Linked DNA regions of Rattus norvegicus: region 2 is linked to region 1. Evidence: chromatin contacts called from public Hi-C data. All regions are on one chromosome and are shown on one strand. Each heading gives the region's core, a stretch centred on a gene start, on an enhancer-like site or on the middle of the called end of the contact. The rest is flanking DNA. Distances are from core to core; before and after follow the strand shown.

The links. Hi-C and Micro-C count contacts between places; a contact is called where the count stands out from the background.
Region 2: a contact with region 1 is called in a Hi-C map of the A7r5 cell line, with 1.9 times the contacts expected there. The contact joins two enhancer-like sites. A contact is called at or near these places in 2 of 12 Hi-C or Micro-C datasets (the A7r5 cell line and liver).

What each region holds. Positions count from the first base shown.
Region 1 is chr2:240,252,103-240,255,867 of GRCr8, reverse strand. No RefSeq gene overlaps it. Among named protein-coding and RNA genes, the nearest start is that of Adgrl2, 240 kb to the left of the region's middle. Within about 2 kb of position 2,082, at least 2 of the 93 cell types and tissues checked have an H3K27ac peak or open chromatin away from gene starts, as enhancers often do. A contact at or near this core is called in the A7r5 cell line, where this site is marked.
Region 2 is chr2:240,350,279-240,354,043 of GRCr8, reverse strand. No RefSeq gene overlaps it. Among named protein-coding and RNA genes, the nearest start is that of Adgrl2, 140 kb to the left of the region's middle. Within about 2 kb of position 1,698, at least 8 of the 93 cell types and tissues checked have an H3K27ac peak or open chromatin away from gene starts, as enhancers often do. A contact at or near this core is called in the A7r5 cell line, where this site is marked.

The sequences.
Region 1 (3,765 bases), core at 833-3,332:
TGTATCACAAATTTCTTTTAACTTTGTGACTGAGGACAGTGATCATTTGTACCATTCAATATATCATTTTAAAAGGACAATGGCACTGTGTATGTTTGTTCTGGGGTTGGGGATAATACTTTATAAAACCACACTGCACTGTTTTGTCGTATGCACTGACTATTCGTCAGTCTAGCTCTCTCTGCTACTAAGAAACTCCTTGCTAAAGCTGCCTCCAGGTACATAAAGCTCTTGATCAAGCACGTGGTCCAGTGTGACTTGGTTTTGTTGTCATCGCATGGGCTGTCCCTGTCAGCCTGGGTCATAAAACCTTTGGATCACTGGTAGACAATCATCAGCAATCTAGGCTGGATGATTTAATTGTCAGTTCAGACCTGGAGAGCTCTGACTTGCTCTCCATTTACCAGCAGATATCCGTGGGCCTGGGATTATTATCACTGTTGGAACAAATGATTTCCTGTACCAAAAAAATATTCAAAGTATGCCAACGGGGCAGAAGATAAAATGAACTTTGACTTTAGCTGTGATAAGGGACACTGAGTAGAAGCAGGAAGGAATGGTGGGAAACACTGGGGCTCATTTCTTGCAGGCAGAACAGCTCAGGATGACTTCACCTTGGAAAGGACTCTTGGAACTGGCAAAGAAGGGCCGAGGCCCAAGAACAGAATCGCAGGCCTGCACATAAACATTTCTGGAGCCATTTATCTTTCCTCGAATCCAGTGGAAGCTAAGGAGCGCGGCACAACATGCACCATCAATCTCTTCCAGAGCTGAATCCCACCTCATTAACGGCCTTGACAATGAGGCAGAATTTCAAATGGTTGTGAAGCTATGCCTATGGCCAACAGGAAGAACAAAGGTATTGGGCAAGTGTGTTCTTGGTGGTATATGCTGTCCCTGTGAAAGGTTTGATTCCCGCCCCCCCCCCCACACCACATAAAAATCCTCTGAGCCCACCTGTGCCTGATGTCATTACCAGTCCCCTCAGCTTTAGGGCTCTCTAGATACTACAAAAGGCCTCTTTGCTACCCATTGGAATTCAAAAGACTTGAAAGGCCTGGAGGAGGCACTGTGGAGAAGCTGTGGTTGGAATGAAATACTTTTGAGTGGAGGAGAACCAGTTTCCCACTGGTCTCTGAACGTGGAAATCTTAGCATTTTTCCCCTGGGAGATGAGGTGTTGAAATCAGATTGCTGAAGCCGTGTTACATGAATGAGAGCTTAAAAAAGATTAAAGAAGTTTAAGGCAAAGTTCAGATATATCTTTACTATCTTCCCCAGCACATTGACACAAAGGATTAAATACAGTTTAACAGGAAAGTGGAAAAATGATTTTAATAGAATATGGTCAGAATTCTGCAACTCAAGGATGGTTATCTACAGTCCCAAAAGTAGAAGAGTCTCACATAAAAATCGAGAAGTCATTGAAGTTGTAATGACATTCAGAAAAAAATCTCTATTTATTTTGACCTGAGAGAAGGGGGTAGGGAAAAATAAATCTCTCCTAGGAACCAATATTTTATTTCATTTTCTTCCCGAGTCACAATTGTGCCTGATTTATTGTTAACATCTCCCCCTGGCTGAGGTTACTAAAGCCCCAAGCTGTGCTGGAAATATCTTTACAGTGTGCACAAACTTCACATCAAATAAATATTCCTAACAGATATCAGTGCAACTGAGCTAAGAAAACAAAACCTACTGGAAAGTCAAATCTGTGCTACCTTGTGTATATCTCATCGGGAATTCAAAGGAGGCCCCTTTCCTGGTACTTATTTTTCAAAATTAAGTGAAGACCGAGATGATACTTTAAGACATTCTACTTTCACTGTATACAGTGTAGAGAAAAAAAAAAGGTCCCCTGGGTGCTTAGCTTGAAGAGCACCCAAGAGATTCTGAGAAAGATACTTTTTGAACACTTCAACTTCCTAGTGTCTTTTCACCAGTCAATTAACATAATTCGACAATTATAGGTATAAACATTTTATAGGCACTTGGTGGCAAAATGTTGAGGAGAGCTGATCTCCATCCACGGATGCTGGCAACACTCTCCTAGTTCTGGCAGGGCACTTGAAGGAACGAAGGAATGTGCTCCACACTATTAATAAAACTCAAAGCATATTTCATCTTGACACCATATCACAAGTTTGACATTGCAGCTTCTCTCGCAGGAATTTTGAGTCATCGAGACATCCCCCAGCTACAGCCCTATCTCAAGTAGATGATAATTTGATTCAGACTATTTTAACACATGCCAATATGTGTATCTCCCCGTGCAAAGCAGAGGTGTGCCCACAGAGGGAAGACAGGTTAACTGACAGGACAGCACCATTTCTGTGAAGTTGTGTCTCAGTAGTTTAACAATTCCTTAACTCTGACTCACTTTTACTATTTCTTCTTCTTCTTCTTCTTCTTCTTCTTCTTCTTCTTCTTCTTCTTCTTCTTCTTCTTCTTCTTCTTCTTCTTCTTCTTCTTCTTCTTCTTCTCCTTCTCCTTCTCCTTCTCCTTCTCCTTCTCCTTCTCCTTCTCCTTCTTCTTCCTCTTCCTCCTCCTCTTCCTCTTCTTTTCTTCCTCTTCCTCTTCTTCCTCCTCCTCCTCCCCCTCTTCCTCCTCTTCTTCTTCCTCCTCCTCCTCTTTTTCTTTTTCCTCCTCCTCCTTTTTTTCTTCCTCCTCCCTCTTCTTCAAAAGTGCTTTTACAAACAGGACCTTTGAGAAAATAAAATTGAATGAAACTCAGAAGTTGTTCACTTTTAACTATCTTAATAAGATTCAATTTTCAATGAAATATATTTTGGGTCTTAAATGATTGAAGTGGTGTGCTAAATAGCCACGGAAGTATTTCCCAATGCAAAAACCCATGTCAACTTATCGGCATGGCCAATTTTCTAGTATCTTAAACAGCGGGGCCATTGTGCGTGTGCCTAATACTGGAGACTAGCCTCAATAGGCCAAGAGGAAAATAAATCATAGCAAAAGGCATCAAGGAACTCAGATATTAGGAAAGGGAGTAATAGTGGGGGGGGGGGAGCTCTGAACCTGTGCCTTCCCTATGGTACGCATTGCCTCCGTGCATCCACTTGGTTTGGGTCTACGTTTCCTGTTATTTAACAATTTCATCCCTGTTAATTCACAAATGAAAAACAAGCCCTATTGCGTCCAAGAATGCTCAGAGCCAATGGCATTAGCCACTTTATGGTAATCAATCAATAAGACTTGTTTTTAATAGCCACTCCTGATATCTGTACTCATGCTTATGAACATAGAAAGGACATATTAGTCTCCTTTGTTCATTTTCAGGGTTTTCAACTCTAAAAAATAATTAAGCAACAGCGGGTGTTTGCATGCGTGAGTGCAGGTGCATGCAGGTGGCTGTAGGTGGGTGACCAGAGGACAGTTCTCAGGAGTCTGCTCTCTTTGCTGGTCTGTGAGTCTGGGAATCCCTACAGGCTGTCAGGGTCACTTGGACATACCTCTGCGTGCTAAGTCTTCTTGCCTGCCCAGGATTTATTCTCTTACATTTTCTTTGTTTAATAAAATTTGAGGGGGATAGGAAAGTGCTTTTTACTATCAAATGCTTACCACTTAATCTGAGGTTTGTACTAAAAACATCGGGCTAGAGAGCTATGTCAGCAAGTGAGCACTTGATGCTCCCCCAGAGGAACCAAGTTAGGTTCTCAGCACCCAAACCAGGTGGCTCACGACCACCTCCATCTCCAGGTCGCTGTGGTCCAACGCCTCTAGTCTCTATGAGCATGCCACTAGCGTGCAC
Region 2 (3,765 bases), core at 449-2,948, 99 kb before region 1:
ATGCTTTTATAGTCCGTTATATAGAAACTGCTACAAGTTGTGTAAATACCCTGCCGGGTCCATTCATGTTCATCAGAGGTGGGATGGTAGCCAATAAAACAGTGCTTACTTGAGTGTAAGCCATCACTGCAACCCCCCCAGCCCCTCCCCACCAAAAAATAGAACCAGGACAAATTCCTTGCCTCCACTTAAAGAAGCAAATTTCATGTGCCTTTTTTCTGTAAGCAGACGAAAGATGTTTCATGTATTTAGATGAATAGAGGAGGGGGTGATACATGTTTCTCTCAATTCAAGCTTGAAATTCAGGCTTAAAACTGAACTTTGCTTCCATGGGGTGGGATGGGTCCAAAGATTTGAACTATAAAATTTTTACCCATTATAATTTTTCGTAAAAAAGAAAGTAGGAACAACTTGAAAGGATTGCCTCCCAGAAGGTTACTGGAAGGAAGCCAGCTTGTCTTATTTCTTGACCTTGACGTTTTCTCTAAGGATGGTCCTCCCCACCACATATTTCACTAAGAAAACAGTTCCAGATCACCTCCTTTCTGTCAAATGACTGCATTAAATCTCAAGCTTCAGTAGGAAACGTTACTGACAAGTGGGGGAAAGTGAGGTTGCTTCACAGTGTAATAAAATTAAGATGTTTCAGGTAAGAGTGTCTTCCAGGTGCTCCCTGCCCATGGCTTTGAGACCTCAAAGAGCACACACAGACCAGAGCATGAGGGTTAGAGTTCGGATGACTGGGACTGGATTTGAGGTAAATCCTGACCATTTTCACTACGTTCAGAGTGGGGATTTCTGCTGGGTCAGATTGAGTCTCCAAAGGGCCACACACAAGGATAGCTGAGACCACCACCAAGCTGGAAAATGTGGACGTCTTGAGGGTAGAGCCTCTTCAAGCATCATGTGCCTTGCCCACACTATTTGTGCGTCCTTAAGAGGTATTTAGTACTAGTGGGGACTGTCAGGAACCCAAAGTTCATCTCAAGGTAATGTGGCCACTAACCTGAGCTGGAAAGTCCAGAGAAGCAACTTCCTGTCAAAATCAATCAGACAGAACATGAACAATAGCTCTGACATCCCCAGGTAAGGAGAAAGAGAAAGAGAGAGAGAGAGAGAGAGAGAGAGAGAGAGAGAGAGAGAGAGAGTGTTTCAGTAGACCTCACCACCTCACTGGCATCCCCCTCCCTCCCCTGAAGGCATTCCTGTTCTCAGAAGTCTTGACAGGCAGGTTCGGTTTTAAAAGCCTATAGTTTCTGGAAGTTTTTCTGAACAGGTTGTGAGATGTCATTATGTGTATGGATCCTAGTGTACAAACGATGAGAGTTTGAAGTGACAACTGATCCCTAGGAAATCCAGTGCAGGCAAGCTCACTTACTCTTCAGCTGCTATAGGTCACACACACACACACACACACACACACACACACACACACACTCACACACACACTCACACTCACACTCACATACACATGTATGCACACACACAAGCTCATGCACACACACACTCACACACACGCACACACACACATACACATGTATGCACACACACACGCACACGCATATGCACATCTTTCTATGTTGTGCTATCGAAGCTGAAAGCCTTGTGGAAATATTTCAAAGGCATAGTAATCCTTAAGCAAGCCAGTGCTGTGAGCCTAAGAGACCAGTGATGACTGATGGGTCTCCGCATAGTTTTTCACAAGCATTTTTAAATCATGAGTCAGAATTCGGCTCCAGAAAAAACATTCTATCGTTCCCAGCCCACATGGCTTTCTCATTTGACTTTATTAGGAAAAAAAAATTCCTTTGCAGCTCTCTTAAAAGAACTGGAGAAGAGACTGGGGAAAAGGAGGTCCAGGGACCCAAATAGGGACCCATCTCAAAAAGAGGCTCCAAGGCCTGACACTATTGCTGACACTATAGTGTGCTTACAGGCAGGAGCCAAGTCAGACACAGATCCTTACTCCCAACCAACGGACTGAAGTTGGGGATCCCTGTGGTTGAATGAGGAAAAGGCTAGAAGAAGCTGAGGAGGAGGAGCACCAGCAGTCTCAACTAGCCTGGACCCCTGAAATCTCTCAGACACTGAGCCACCTGTGTGTTTTATAAAGATGAGGGGGAAGAATGTGTTTGGTGTTTGTGTAGTCAGGTGTGTGGGAAGGAGGTGCCTCCACGGGCCCATGCTGATCCCTTCACACTGAGGGACCATCCACAGATGGTTTAGTATAGAATAGAGTTCAGGCAAGGCATGGCATGAGGAGGGGAGTTCAGAGGATAGTAGAGACAGAGAAAGGGAGAGAGAGGGAGGGAGAGGGAGGGGGGCAGCCATGAGTATTCAGAGAGAGGGAAGAGAGGAATGGGGCAAGAGGGGGAGCCGGACAAGAGGACAGAGCAGGAGCAAGAAGGCAAGAGAGAGGAGGGGCTAAGCAGCTCCTTTTATAGTGAGGCAGGCACACCTGGCTGTTGCCATGTAACTGTGGGGTGGAGTCTAGATAAAATGCTAACACCACCAACCAGGCATCATACACTAGCTGGTCCAAGGACTCGAAACAGACAGCAGAAGACTACCTGGTCTGGCCTCAGTGAGAGAAGAGGCACCAAACCCTTGACTTGAGGCCCCAGGGAGTGGAAAGGCCTGGCAGGGTAGGGATGGGAGTGGGGACATAGTCTTGGAGGGGAAGAGGAGGAGGAATGGGATTGTTGGAGGGCGAACCAGGAGGGGGATAATGACTGACCTGTAAAAAGATTAAAGATAGATAAATAAATAAATAAATAAATAATAAATAAATAAATAAATAATCGTAAGTAAATACAGGCTGACAGGACTATAGCGATCTAACATGAGCAGTAACAATAGCTGTTAGAGGCTGTTGACCAGAATGAAGACTCACTAGTGGTTTTCTGACTTAAGTATCGATCGTAATGATTTTTGCGGCTTTTACACGCAAACATGGGCTGTCTGATTTTTACAAGATAAACCGAGTAGATTCGTCCGAATCACTGTGTCTTGTTGAAACAGAAATACACTTGCCACCGTGTCCCTTTGCATAGCTGCTGAGGGAGCTGGCCGGCTGCGCTAGTTTTGCTCAGTGCTCCTCTACCCAGTCCTCTGAGTTTTCATTTCCTACCTCGAAGGGAAGAGAGAGAGAGAGAGAGAGAGAGAGAGAGAGAGAGAGGGAGGGAGAGAGGGAGGGAGGGAGGGAGGGAGGGAGGGAGGGAGAGAGAGAAGATAGAAAGGAAGATAAACAATTTTCTCAAGGGCTCCCAGCTAATGACAGTACCCACTTCAGATGTCTTCTTTGACGAGTCTGAACATTGAATTTGCTCGGAGGTCAGAGAAGATTCCCCCTCCCTCATGGTTTGGTCTCTTCCATCAGAGAAGAAGCGTCTTAAACAAACACAGAAACACTTCCCGGAAGCAGACCAGTTAACCGAGTTGGAGGTCAAAGGTGATGCTGACCATCCTGGTTATTGAATTATCACTTTGGCTATAACTCAATTAAAAAAATCTCCAGGAAGGAGCTGTAATGTAGGAGAAATGTCAGGATTTGAGTCACAGCATCCAGTTTTTGATCTTCATCTGACTAAAAAAGTAATACAGATTAACCACTTTGCAATGGAGCCAAAACTCCTCTCTCTCTCTCTCTCTCTCTCTCTCTCTCTCTCTCTCTCTCTCTCTCTCACACACACACACACACACACACACACACACACACACACACAAAGATATCAGAGATTTTATTTTTATTTCCCTGTACAACCA